Regions from separate parts of the Bombyx mori genome. Here region 1 is linked to region 2. A link is a contact called in public Hi-C data. All regions are on one chromosome and are shown on one strand. The core of a region is the stretch at or near the end of the contact, and the rest is flanking DNA. Distances in the headings are between cores, read along the strand shown. Region 1 overlaps LOC101738233 (sodium-independent sulfate anion transporter). Region 2 overlaps LOC101743051 (zinc finger protein hangover).

Evidence for each region. A called contact is a pair of places that touch in the nucleus more often than the background predicts.
Region 1: a contact with region 2 is called in a Hi-C map of whole pupa, with 4 times the contacts expected there. The contact joins two enhancer-like sites. A contact is called at or near these places in 2 of 7 Hi-C or Micro-C datasets (middle silk gland and whole pupa).

Annotation. Positions count from the first base shown.
Region 1 is chr17:9,448,644-9,454,938 of ASM3026992v2, reverse strand. It overlaps LOC101738233 (sodium-independent sulfate anion transporter), which reads left to right. Exons shown (of 13, transcript XM_004932418.5): 7 at 2,838-2,992; 8 at 4,627-4,788. Among protein-coding and RNA genes, the nearest start is that of LOC134200455, 29 kb to the left of the region's middle. Within about 2 kb of position 1,643, at least 1 of the 8 cell types and tissues checked has open chromatin away from gene starts, as enhancers often do.
Region 2 is chr17:9,406,361-9,413,059 of ASM3026992v2, reverse strand. The region is part of intron 1 of LOC101743051 (zinc finger protein hangover); the gene reads right to left. Among protein-coding and RNA genes, the nearest start is that of LOC101742755, 20 kb to the right of the region's middle. Within about 2 kb of position 3,744, at least 1 of the 8 cell types and tissues checked has open chromatin away from gene starts, as enhancers often do.

The sequences.
Region 1 (6,295 bases), core at 394-2,893, 44 kb before region 2:
GCGTTAAAATTGGTAATAGATTTTTTTTTTAAGTATGCATACATTTTCGGATTGATAACATTTTGTAACAAGTATAATGAATAAAATTTACAACGTACCAACTTCAATTAAGAATTTCAAAAAGTGTTTGTATTGAACGAACAAAGTGGAATATTACCTTTTCACGCCTCATAATTTAATGTTCAATACAAAAAATATTCGCAGCTGAAAAATGTTATCGAGTGGGGAATGGGTATTTGGTTTAAGCGACATTTCACTTAATACGCGATATTTATGTTTGTAATTAAAGGTGCGTTTTATTTGGTATTAGCATCGAAAGTACGATGTTTTTAGTTGAACTTCAGTTTTTTTTTTGGTCAGGAGGAAACACTTAAAGGGCCAGGGCTTGGGCGAGATCCGCCTCCTTGGCCCCCGCTCGACGGCGGCGGGATTGTGCGTCTCTCACGCGCCCCGCCGCCTCCTTCTTCGAGATGATGCACTCCCAGAAGTCGAACATCGCCTTCCACGACTCGTCGTCGTCGAGGGTCGATGCCACAACACTCGGCAACGACAAGTCGTTTCCTATTTTTGCGACGAGGACACGGCGCCACCCCTCCCATGCGGGGCAGGCGGCGAGCGTATGCTCTGCCGTGTCCAAGTCGCAACCACAATGTGGCACTCTGCCGTCGGCTCGGTTGTGATCCGGTGCAGGAACTTGCCGAAACAACCATGCCCAGTGAGCACCTGCGTGAGCCGGAAAGTGAGACGTCCTCTGTCACGATTCACCCAGTCCACAAGGACCGGGCGAATCGCCTCAACGGTCCTACGACCAGCCGAAAGATCAGCCAGGTGTTTGGACCATGACTCCAGCATGGACCGCCGAGATTAGGCCCTCCGCGCTCTGACCACACTGGGGCTGGGACGCGCCACGCCCCGGGCACGAAGGACAGCCCACCACTGACAGTCAGCAGCGAGCGCCTCCGCTTCCAGAACCCAAGGCGACGTCCCAGCCAGGAACTTTAGTTAAGCTTATTAGGAAAATCATAAACATTTTATATATAATTGTTTCTGTTGTGGCAACAAGTCCTTGTAGTTGTACAAAATATCTGATCGTACTTAGCATGTGTGTTGTATTGTGTACCAAGAGAAATAAAAAGCCTTCTTTCTAAATCAAATTTTATCGAAGCTAACCAACCACACAAGATGCAGTCCACTGTCCGAAACAACTCCATTGAAATAGCTGAAAATGTTTCTTTGTTACGATATTTTTTCCAAATTTTAAAGTTTAAATGGCTGTAAGGCTTCAAAAATGACACTTAAACCAAATAGCCTTTTACCCCATCGATATGTTAATTTTTTGTTTCAATTTCCGCATTAAAAATGAACCAATTGCAGAGGCAATTGTTTGTTTTTTCGCCTTTTTTATTATTGTTGTTCGGCAGCTCTGCCGTTAAAAACATCCACCGAAAATACGATTTCGGTTAGATCTTTGACCTTCTGATAAACTTTAGATTATCGCGATATTTGAGAGAATTAATTTCACAACATTTTATCACTAACTCATATATTATTACATCAACATTTAACCAATCTTTATATCGGGAGGTCGCAATCGCATTCGACATTCGCTTTAGGTCGGCAATTAAGATAACAGTATAGTAATTAATTGTGAAAAATACTATACAAATCAAAACTGTGTGCTTTTACGACCGACTTCATGAGAACGAATAGTGTACAGTTATGGAGGATAGAAGTAAGGAGGAATCTCAGTGTATTAAAAAGTGTCCGCCGAAACGGATCCTACGAAGGTGGCGCCATAGTAGCAAGTGGAAAGATTAAAAAATAGCGCCATAAACTATTAGAGTAAGATACTAAATTAAGAAGGAAAGAAACACTTCCCAAGTAAATGGTTAATATTATAATACATATTATTAACATTTAAAATTACAAATTTACAATTAATTAAGTACAATCTACAACAAATTTACAATTAATACACAGATATCTGCAGCTGAAAAATAATGATATTCATTAGGGGGCGTCCATTAATTACGTGAGGTGTTGAGGGGGGTTGAGGAAGTCAGGAGGGGGAAAGCTAAATCTTTCCAAATCTCACTTAAATGGAAGGGGGAGTCTTAGCTAATATCACGTAAAAAATCTTTCAGAAAACCGTGTAAAATTGCGTGAAAATTTATATCTAGAATAATAATGGCCAAATCTGACATAATAGTGCTTGTCGTATTCGTCCGAACCCCACAGATCAGCAAAGTATCGCTCGATCGTCTAAGCACTATCGACCAGCTGTATCGACATGTGTTCGACAAACGTCGTTATTTAATTTTATGATTGTGATTTTATATTACAGTAATATTCACAAATACTAATCTTTTCTAGTCTTCAATAAAAGTAATAGAACAAGTTATGTTTTTTTTTCTCAATAATCCAACATGCCTACAGGCAAAACATAAATTTTGAAGAAGAAGAATTTTTGAAAAGAATGAATATGGAGAAAGCAGGTGCGGAGGGAGAGAATTGAGGAAAATCTTACGAAAATTCATCGAGAGGGGGGGGGAAAATTCATCGAAAAATTTACAAAAATGCCTCACGTGATTAATGTACGTGCCCCCTTATTTGTGATATATTGAATTTTGTGGCGTCCGTTTCAAATCTAAGTTGTTTTGTATTACGGGAACTGATGGCAATTTGCTACTCCGAGGTGTTCGTGTGGTGTACTAAGTTTTAGAGAGCACTAATCCGTAGTAGCAGGAGAGCCTGTATGAGCTACGACCTTTGAACCCTAAGTCATGGTGACCTTTATGTTAGTATTTATACGGTGAAATTGTGATTTTTTTTTTCAGAGAAGGCCTTCCCTCGTTCAAGCTACCGCCGTTCAGCACGGAATACGGCGGCAAAAATGTCACCTTCATAGAAATGTGCTCCGATCTCGGTTCTTCCATAGTTTTAGTTCCTATCATAGCGGTATTGGGCAATGTGGCTATTGCTAAAGCTTTTGGTGAGTCAACAACTATATTAAGTTATTTTTTATATCGATAACAAGCTAATTTATGTCGCATCTAATGCAAAGTTAAAGAAACTTAATAAAAATTGATAGTTAGTACCGCTGCTAATTCTCGTATCATCGAACTACAGTGAGTCGCAGGTCCTTGTGCCTTTGTTAATTATAGGTAAAACGTGGATGAAGCTTCCGCTATTGCACGTATTTCCATGAAGTAATTTACATTGAAATTAGCGTAAAATACATATCGACGCTTGAAAGGCAAACGTGACTAAGCGACAATAACTGCTTTGTACATAAATGATAGGCAATAACCATATTCGATGCGCAAAAAATATATATTTCTAGGTATATTAAAATCATTTCAATCCTACAGCTACTAGCTAGATTCTACTGTAGTAGCTGTAGCTAGATTCGTTAAAATAAATTTAGTTTTTGGTTTTTCAACTTTAAATTAGTCTACTGTAAAGTTCACGCATTGTCGCTTAGTCACGTTTGACTTTCAAGCGTCGATTTTATTTAAGAAATCGTATATTTAAGAAATCGTACATTCGAGAACTTTTGTTTTAGAAAAAAATAATCTCAGAGGATAAGAGCAGATCCGAGACAAGCACTTCGAGTCACATTGAATACATTCCCAATGATCGAAGCCTATAGTAGTCCGTATCATTAATGTATTTTCCTATCGAATTCTTCATATTAGTTAAGCAAATACCATACATCGTGTTCGTGATCTGAACGATAACAAGCTTCTAAAGCTAGTTTGGTGTTCGGGATTGGTAGTGATTATTTTTTTCTGACATCACACTCACGTGAAGTACTCGTTGGCGATTATTCACAGTTGACAGACTGTTAACAATGTATCAACATTGGATATGCCTACCAACTAAACATACAAGTAGGCAGACTGTCCCTGAAGCCGTAACCGGAACGAAATAATTGTCGATTTAATTAATATCACATTGACACGCAATGTAACGCAAAATAGGTGGCAGTCGCCAGTATTCCCCCCAGATCGGTAATTTTACACTTCAGTTTTTTTTTAATTGCAATTACGTAGTATGTAATTAGTAAACTAATGCTTTTCGAATTTTTTTGAGAGGTATCATTCTAGAAATCGCCGGTCTACTTTTTCGGTAATATTTACAATACCCCTTTTATGTAACTATCATTTGATTGGTGAGCGCACTGAGTTTCTTGCCGGATCTGCTCAGTGGGTCGCGTTTCCGATCCGGTGCTAGATTTTGGGAAGCACTGCTCTTGCTAGGGTTAGTGTTAGCAACGTCGAGATCAGCCATCAGGCTTAGGTAGGAAAAAAGAAATTGACGGATGCGAAAACATTAATTGGATTTCTTGGATGTATCGCGATGTGTCAAGTGATTCTTCTGAATTATACGTGCAACAATAGTTGCTTTTTATGCTTTTAGTATCAAGATACAAAATCGCTGGACTAAATACATATGGTTGAACTCTATGGTTGAATTATCATTATTTAATTTTATCCCAAAAACAATTTCATATTAGTCATCTAAATTTTTTCATTTTTACTTCCCATTTCAAATATTGTTATTCAAGATTCCGCTCAAAGGACTAGAATCCAGGTCACTATGTAACTATGTAATATGTTCCAGCAAGCGGAGACTCGATAGACGCGACCCAAGAACTGATAACCATATCGTTTGCGAATATTTTTGGTTCGTTTGTTGGCGCAATGCCGATAACGGGTTCGTTTTCGAGAAGTGCTGTGAACCACGCCAGCGGTGTAGCAACACAGTTCGGGAGTATATACACAGGTTCGTCTAAACTTGGTCACCCTCATAACACCGTCAATAATAATAAATGTCATCAATGTCACACGTTCGGATGTTTAATGCCAACTCAAACTACACAAGTGTTTTTTGAATTATTATTTTTTGCTTGGATGGGTGGACGAACTCACAGCTCACCTGGTGTTAAGTGGTTACTGGAGCCCATAGACATCTACAACGTAATTGCGCCACCCACCTTGTGATGTTAGTTCTAAGGTCTCCGTATAGTTAGTACGGCTGTCCCACCCTTCAAGCCGAAACGCATTGCTGCTTCACGGCAGAAACAGGCAGGGTGGTGGTACCTACCCGCGCCTAGATACAATACAACTAAGATTTCAACCTCATCTCGTGATGTTCATTCCGCTTACCACTTAACGTCAGGTAGACACGCAGACCGTTCACATATTTATGCGAATAAAATACTATACTATAACGTTCATTTCCTTTTTAATATAATAGATTCGTATAAAATATAATAACACATTTAAATAATAATACAATTTCGTGAACGAATTGTTTGTAATGTCTGGTTTATACCATTCTTCAATTTCAATAGTCATGCTTCGTCAAATTATTTGCTTTTAAAGTAAAAGCAAGTGTTTATTTTTTTCATTTTATGTATTTTAAATACTTCCTGCTTTACTTTTGACAATTGACTTCCACGGTGAAGGAATAACATCGTGTAATAAAAATCAAACCCGCAAAATTATAATTTGCGTAATTACTGGTGGTAGGACCATTTGTGAGTACGCACGGGTAGGTATCACCGCCCCACCTATTTCTGCCGTTAAGCAGTAATGCGTTTCGGTTTGAAGGGTGGGGCAGCGTTGTAACTATACTGAGACCTTAGAACTTATATCTCAAGGTGTGTGGCGCATTTACGTTGTAGATGTGTAAGGGTTCCAGTAACCACTTAACACTAGGTGGGCTGTGAGCTCGTCAAAACATCTAGGCAATAAAATTTTTTTTTATTATGCTCCAATTATTTGTAAATCTTGTTTTAATAACGAGACTCGGCTCATGTCCATTATGATAAACTTCGTTATCTTGCGCTGATGAAAACTGTCCCTAAATGCCAACAAATGTATCAAATTCCATATCTATCGGATAAAGCATTCCCGAACTCATAAATTACGAACAACCATTATCAAATATCAGATACGGTAAGCTTACACGCGTAATTAAAAAAAAAAAACTTTATTTTCCAATTTTAAAATTTATCTAGAACTTGAAATGGATATGTTATTTTCTTTCTTTATAAAAAAAGAAAGCATTTAAGCACCTTTATAAGCTAAAGACACACAGCACTATTTTAAAGATATTTAAATTAATAATTTAACTTAGACTACATTTATTTATATTTATTTTTTATTAACAAAAAGTCAAATCAAAATAATTTAACATAACTCAACCCACACAGTAGAACAGATCTTCCAACGCGCTTGAAGGAGGCACAGTCCCCAAGATACTGGCTACGTTGCCTCGTTGGACA
Region 2 (6,699 bases), core at 2,495-4,994:
CATATTCCAACGTGCTGCTTGTAATTCAGTGCAATTATTGATATTGCTCTTACGTCATGGCAGCTGATAGAAAAGTTTAGGTGTGATTATTAAAAAAAAAAAAAAAAACACTGTCTTGTTATTTTGGAAGCTCCAATATATAGGTCTAATAAACATCGCAATACTTTTGTTTAATTAAAAATATCATACAGGAACTAATTGTAATGAATTCTTAGAAAGGACGTCAAAGAATACCAGCACGGTCTTCTTTGTGCAATCTCTTTTATAATGTCAATAAAAACACATGCCAGCAATACAAAATACTACGTAATGTGAACGTAACCCGCGTAGCCTAGTTTACGTGTAGCCACAGTTTCGAGTAATTTAGTAAATCAACTACCAATTAATTTTGAAAGATTTTACGGTTATCTTCTATAGTCATATCATATATCCGATCTAAAGATCCCTGAATTGGAGTCAGCTTACTTCGATCTACATTAAGAGACTCTTTACTAAATATTGATTGAAAGTAAGATTAAAACAAGGGGTGTAAAAAATGTAGTGTAATAAATAATAATAATGTAAAAAATTGTAAAAGTATCCTCAGATTGGACGCTATGAGAATTCGTTCATAATGTTGCGACCAAATCTTAATTATTCGTAAACATACGTTTTAAGCCGTTCCAATTAAATTGTTGAAATAATTTAATGATTGTTATCTATATCACTTAACAGCCATACGGTATTGCAAACTAAAAAGTACGATAGAACCTTATGTTAGTAAAGAGGTAACTAGTATGATGAACTAGATGAATTATACTGGTGGTAGGACTTCTCTGAGTCCGCACGAGTAGGTACCACCACCCCGCCTATTTCGGCCGTGAAGCAGTAATGCGTTTCGATTCGAAGGGTGGGACAGCCGTTGTAACTATACTGAGACCTTAGAGCTTATATCTCAAGGTGGGTGGCGCATTTACTTTGTAGATGTCTATGGGCTCCAGTAACCACTTAACATCAGGTGGGCTGTGAGCTCGTCCACCCATCTAAGCAATAAAAAATAAAAATAAATATTCTGACATTCTCTGTAACCGAGCGTTAACCAAGCTTGTTGGGCGTAAAATTTGTTTTTGTACAAACGGAATAAATTGACGCAACTGCATCGAATCTGTACTGTGCTCGTTTTCGCAAGGCATTGTCAGTTGGCGGGAGCGCCCCTTCTCCAGACGTCGCGGTCGCGCTGGTCACATGAGCCGAGTCACATGCTTCGCCCGGTGTGGTTGCGGAAGATCACTTTCGCCTACTACTTGACGTGTTTACGAGCCCCCACCAAGCCTGACGTAAAGGGCGCTCGCTTTGTTCGAGACCGTTTCTCTTTGAATTCTATTTACATTTGCAAGAAACATCGATGGCTTTACGCTTACTAACAAAATCAAAAAAACTTACAAAAAATAAACATTAAAAAGACATGTAACTAAATCATGTATTATTTTTTTTAAAGTACCTAATAAACAATTTAATAACACCCGTCAATTCGGATCCTCACAAAAAAATCAACATTCTTAGAACACGATTTGAAAATTGAACAGGAAATTCGTTTAGAACATCTGAATCTCTCAACATAATATAGAATTTATATTGTCGGGAATTCCGTAACAGTAATACGGCTTCACAGGATATGAAACAAATTGATAATATCTTTATGGGATTCCCAAACAGGTATATTCTGTTACAAATAAACATTTAAATAACGAGGCAATTTCTACAAATAAGAACAAAACAAAGACATTTCACGACACGAACAATTGTTATCTGTCTAGTCGTAAACGTGTCTTTGATAATATGATAGCGTATTTAGTACAACACCGCAGACTTAGACTGCACGTGAATATCTTATTTAAAGTTTCAGAATTAAAAGTGTGCAGCTTATTGAATAAACAACTCTGCTTTCAGTAGCGCAGAGGAAAATGAATACGAAGAACTATAATTTTACTGCATTGGAACAATATTTCATTGTCTGTATGCTATCGATGTAAATGGAAGGATTTGATCCGAGCCCTACACCCCAGCAGAGGGTAATAGGAAATAAAGAAGAAAAAGAGTATGCTATCGGCTAAAATATCAGCAATGCGTTTCAAGCCGAAACGCATTGGCTGTTTCACGGTAGAAATAGGCAGGGTGGTGGTACCTGCCCGTGCGGACTCATAAGAGGTCCTACCACCAGTATTTAAGATAGGTAGGAAGATCCACTACGATGATTCGGCAGTAACAACCAAAACCCTTGAAGGTCGAGAACGCACATTTATCTATTGATTAGTAAGAACCTGAACGATCATTAACATCCTCTTGGTATTTTTATTACACAGTTAAATTATTTGTAGTGGATATAATTACAATACCTACGTAAAATTAAAATTCATAATTTCAGTACACATTCTTATCCTCAATTAATAAAGCTAACAAAGGATCTTCGTATTTCGTATCTAATAGATGCAAAAACAAATTCCTAAACGAGTTTCGGTGAATCATTTCATTCTGGCGGATTTCGATTAGGTACCTAGTCATGTGACTTACAAGATCGCTGCAATCGTCCTTAGTGAGTGTTCACAATCATTGAAAACACAAGATTTATTGTTGTTTACCTAAAATATGTAATTTGATGTCCAATCTGTTTATGAATATTACATTCGTTCGTCATTAAACATAATGCAAGACGTTTTTGTTATGTTGAAATAGAAATTTTATATTCAACTTTGAGTTACATTTTACAGCTATCTGTCTGTGGAATAGCTAGTCGCATTGAAAACTTTAAACGGTCTTAGATTACAATTTTACAAAAACAGAAGAGCTAGTACCTACTCGAATCTGATATGTTTCCGTCATATTCCTACAACAACAGTCCCTGGTACTACTAAATTCAACAACACTACGAATTTCCCGAGCGCTAATCATAAGATGCGTAATAAAGAAAAAAATAGAAAATAAATAATGGTAGAAAACTCAATTGTTGAGTTAAGCTCGCCATTTTTTATATCTTACGCAATTATTGTAATATTAACTGTGTGTACAATAAAGAATAAAGAAGAAGAAGAAAAAAATTTCATTAACAAAATAAAAAACTTCGTAATCTTGTATTCTTTATTTATTCGAAGCGATTCTTGTGAACAATGCTTAACCTCACGTCCGCTAGATTACGTAAGCCAAAGACAATTTTATTGGTATCTCGAACCGGTTGGTTTATTTTACGTGCCATTATGCGAATCACATGATTTTCTTGTAGCTGTGTGGGTGTATTCTCGCAAACACACGACATTCGTTAAACAATCTTTACCAATAAACTATTAAATATGTTTTTGTCCTAAAACACACCGCGCTTAATCGTTTTAGTTGTTGCTTAGACGAATTTACGAGGCTGCTAAATTTAATTTTTTAGTAATGTTATGTTGGTATTTTGAAACCGAAACGGTAGGTACTACCTTCGAGTCTCTGGGGTTTCGAGGGCCCCGGAAAGCGCCCCCTGTCGACGCCCACATCGTGGCTAGAGGCATCCGGATAGGGGTTGGGGTGCAGTTGAGGTACCTCGACCTCGTCTTGGACAGCCGGTGGGCTTTTCGTGCTCACTTTGCGGAGCTGATCCCTCGATTGATGAGGACGGCCGGTTCTTTGAGCCGACTGCTCCCGAATGTTGGAGAGCCGGGTCAGGTTGTGCGCCGCCTCTACGAGGGGGTGGTGCGATCGATGGCCCTGTACGGTGCCCCTGTATGGGCTGAGCCGCGCAACCGGGCCGCTATGGCTCGGTTCCTGCGCCGGCCGCAGCACACCGTTGCTATCAGGGTCATCCCTGGATATCGCACCGTCTCCTTCAGGCGGCGTGTGTGTTGGCGGGGACGCCACCATGGGAGCTGGAGGTGGAGTCGCTCGCTGATTATCGGTGGCGCAGCGAGCTTCGTGCTCTGGGAGTGGCGCGTCTCCCCAATAGTGAATTGCGGGCAAGGAAGGCCCATTCTCGGCAGTGGTCGTGGTCGAAGCGGTTGGCCAACCCCACGTGGGGCTTACAGACCGTGGAGGTGGCTTACCCGGTCTTTGATGACTGGATGAATAGTGGCAAAGGACGCCTCACCTTTTGTCTGGTGCAGATGCTGACCAGGCACGGATGCTTCGGGAAGTACCTGCACCGGATAGGAGCTGAGCCGACGACGAGGTGTCACCATTGTAGATACGACCTGGACACGGCGGAGCATACGCTCGCTGTCTGCCCCGCTTGGGAGGTGCAGCGCCGTGTTCTGGTCGCAAAGATGGGACCGGACTGGTCGCTGTCTGGCGTAGTGGCATCGGTGCTTGGCGGCGACGAGTCCTGAAAGGCTACGCTTCTGCGAGATGGTGCACTCGCAGAAGGAGGCGGCGGGGCGAGTGAGGCAAAGCTCTCCTCACTACGTAGAAATCCGCCGAGCACGGGGTCGGGACTGGACTTCCGTCCGTGACCCGACCCCGATCAGACTTAAAAAAATAATATCACAATTTGTACCTACATCTTTTTACCCTTAAAACCATAAAATGAATATTTGTTCAAATGACTTTTGATTATGACGAATCAACCTTCTATAGGGATGGTACTCGTAGGCTAGTGACGATAAAATATAGTAGGAAATTGAAAATGACAAAATAACTACGCTCTAGACTACAGACGAATGTCGAGTAAGTGATGCGAGTAACTAAAGAGTGTCCTGTCCATATCCGTATCTGATTATTAGCTGGTCAGACTTTAGTCCGATATTGTTTTTTTATTACTTAGATGAGTGGACGAGCTCACAGCCCACCTGGTGTTAAGTGGTTACTGAGCCCATAGATATCTACAACGTAGATGCGCCATCCACCTTGAGATATAAGTTCTAAGGTCTCAAGTATAGTTACAACGGTTGCCCCACCCTTCAAACCGAAACGCATTACTGCTTCACGGCAGAAATAGGCGGGGTGGTGGTACCTACCCGCGCGGACTCACAAGAGCTTCTACCACCAGTATTGTGTTTCTATTGCACGAACTCTACAGTTCATTATGCACTTTGTCCTAAGATATTCCACGAGTACATAGACATCATCAAATGTATGAAGTCATGTTGGAACATTATAAGAGACAGTATAGCAGATGTGCTAACCATAACGCAACATTGTAAGACGACAGAAATATGCAAGATGGTAACGAGCCGCTCGTGCAAACTTCCAACAGTATTATACGCGTCATTCCCAATTAATTGATAAATGATTACCTATATAAATATTTTTTGCTTCAGGATGTTGTGAGTCAATTAAAAACAAACATCTTAAAATCATATCGTTCATCACGTTTGATTACACGAGATTGTTTATGCATATATGTATTTACATTTTAATTTGAAAATTTCGAACGTTTGCTAAATTCCCTGGTAACAAGGGGCCAAGCTATTTCTTGGATCCGGTTCAACGACCCGAACAAAAAGAATTTAGTTAAAAAAAACCTTGTCGTAAGTTCGTCGTGGAACGAATATTTATTTATAGAGAAAAATTGCAGTTTCGAAGTTCGTTCGATTTGATTTGAATTATATTTACTCATTGTTACAAACACAAATAGACCTGCTTAACGTATTAGACCAGCCTTTCCCAAAGTAGGCGATAACGCCCCCTTGTGGGCGCTACAGGCCTAAAAGGGGGCCTTAACAGACCCAGAAAAAAATGGGAGCATTGTGTAGAAGCTTGAGAGGTGATTTGTAATTTCATCTAGGAGGACTCTTACACACCGACTAAGCCCTCGCTATAGTGGTTTTTAAGTAGGTGAAAAAATGGGGGCGCTAAAAAATAATTTATTCTCAAAGTGGGCAGTAGACAAAATAAGTTTGGGAGCCCCTGTATTAGATCAAAGTCTCAATTGCATTGTACTATAATTCGATCATACAACTCGTATATCACTATATGCCATATCTCCTTTATTGTATAAATGAGTGAACGAACTTACATTCCAAGGTATGTACAATGGTTATCAAAGTCTATAGAAATCCCCTTAATTTAGACATAAGACCAATGTCTCAGTTGTATTGTATAAGAGCGTTTGTACCCTTAAAATCCGAATGCATTATTGCTTCGCAGCAGAAATAGGCAAGACGGTGCTTACTCGTGTACTTACTCGTGTCTTTATTGGTGGTAGAACCTCTTGTGAGTCCGCCCGGGTAGGTACCACCACCTTGCCTATTTCTGCCGTGAAGCAGCAATGCGTTTCAGTTTGAAGGGTAGGGCGGCCGTTGTAATTATACTGAGAACTTAGAACTTATATCTCAAGGTGGGTGGTGGTATTTACGTTGTAGATGTCTATGGGCTCCCAAATTATAGCGCAAAAAGTTCTACTATTCGTTTTCAGAACAGAAGAACATGTTTTTTTCTAAATCAGGTTATAAAAAGTCTAGATGCCAGCAGCGGTTTAATTGCGCCCCTGAAATTTCTGGCTTTCATGAGCGTCGATGATAATGAGTTGTACCGTAGGTTCATTTTTTATATTGATAAAGCACGTCTTCAGTACCTCATGCAGATTAAATATTCTGAGAATCCTCGATTCCATTTACCGCAGCAACCTCCGTTGGCGTCCGTTGTTTTTCCAAGTAACAATTCAAATATTCGTCATGTCATTATTAAGCTCTAGGTCGGTACTAAGCCTTGATCAAAACTTTACGGCACGTACTAAAAGTTAATTCAAGAATA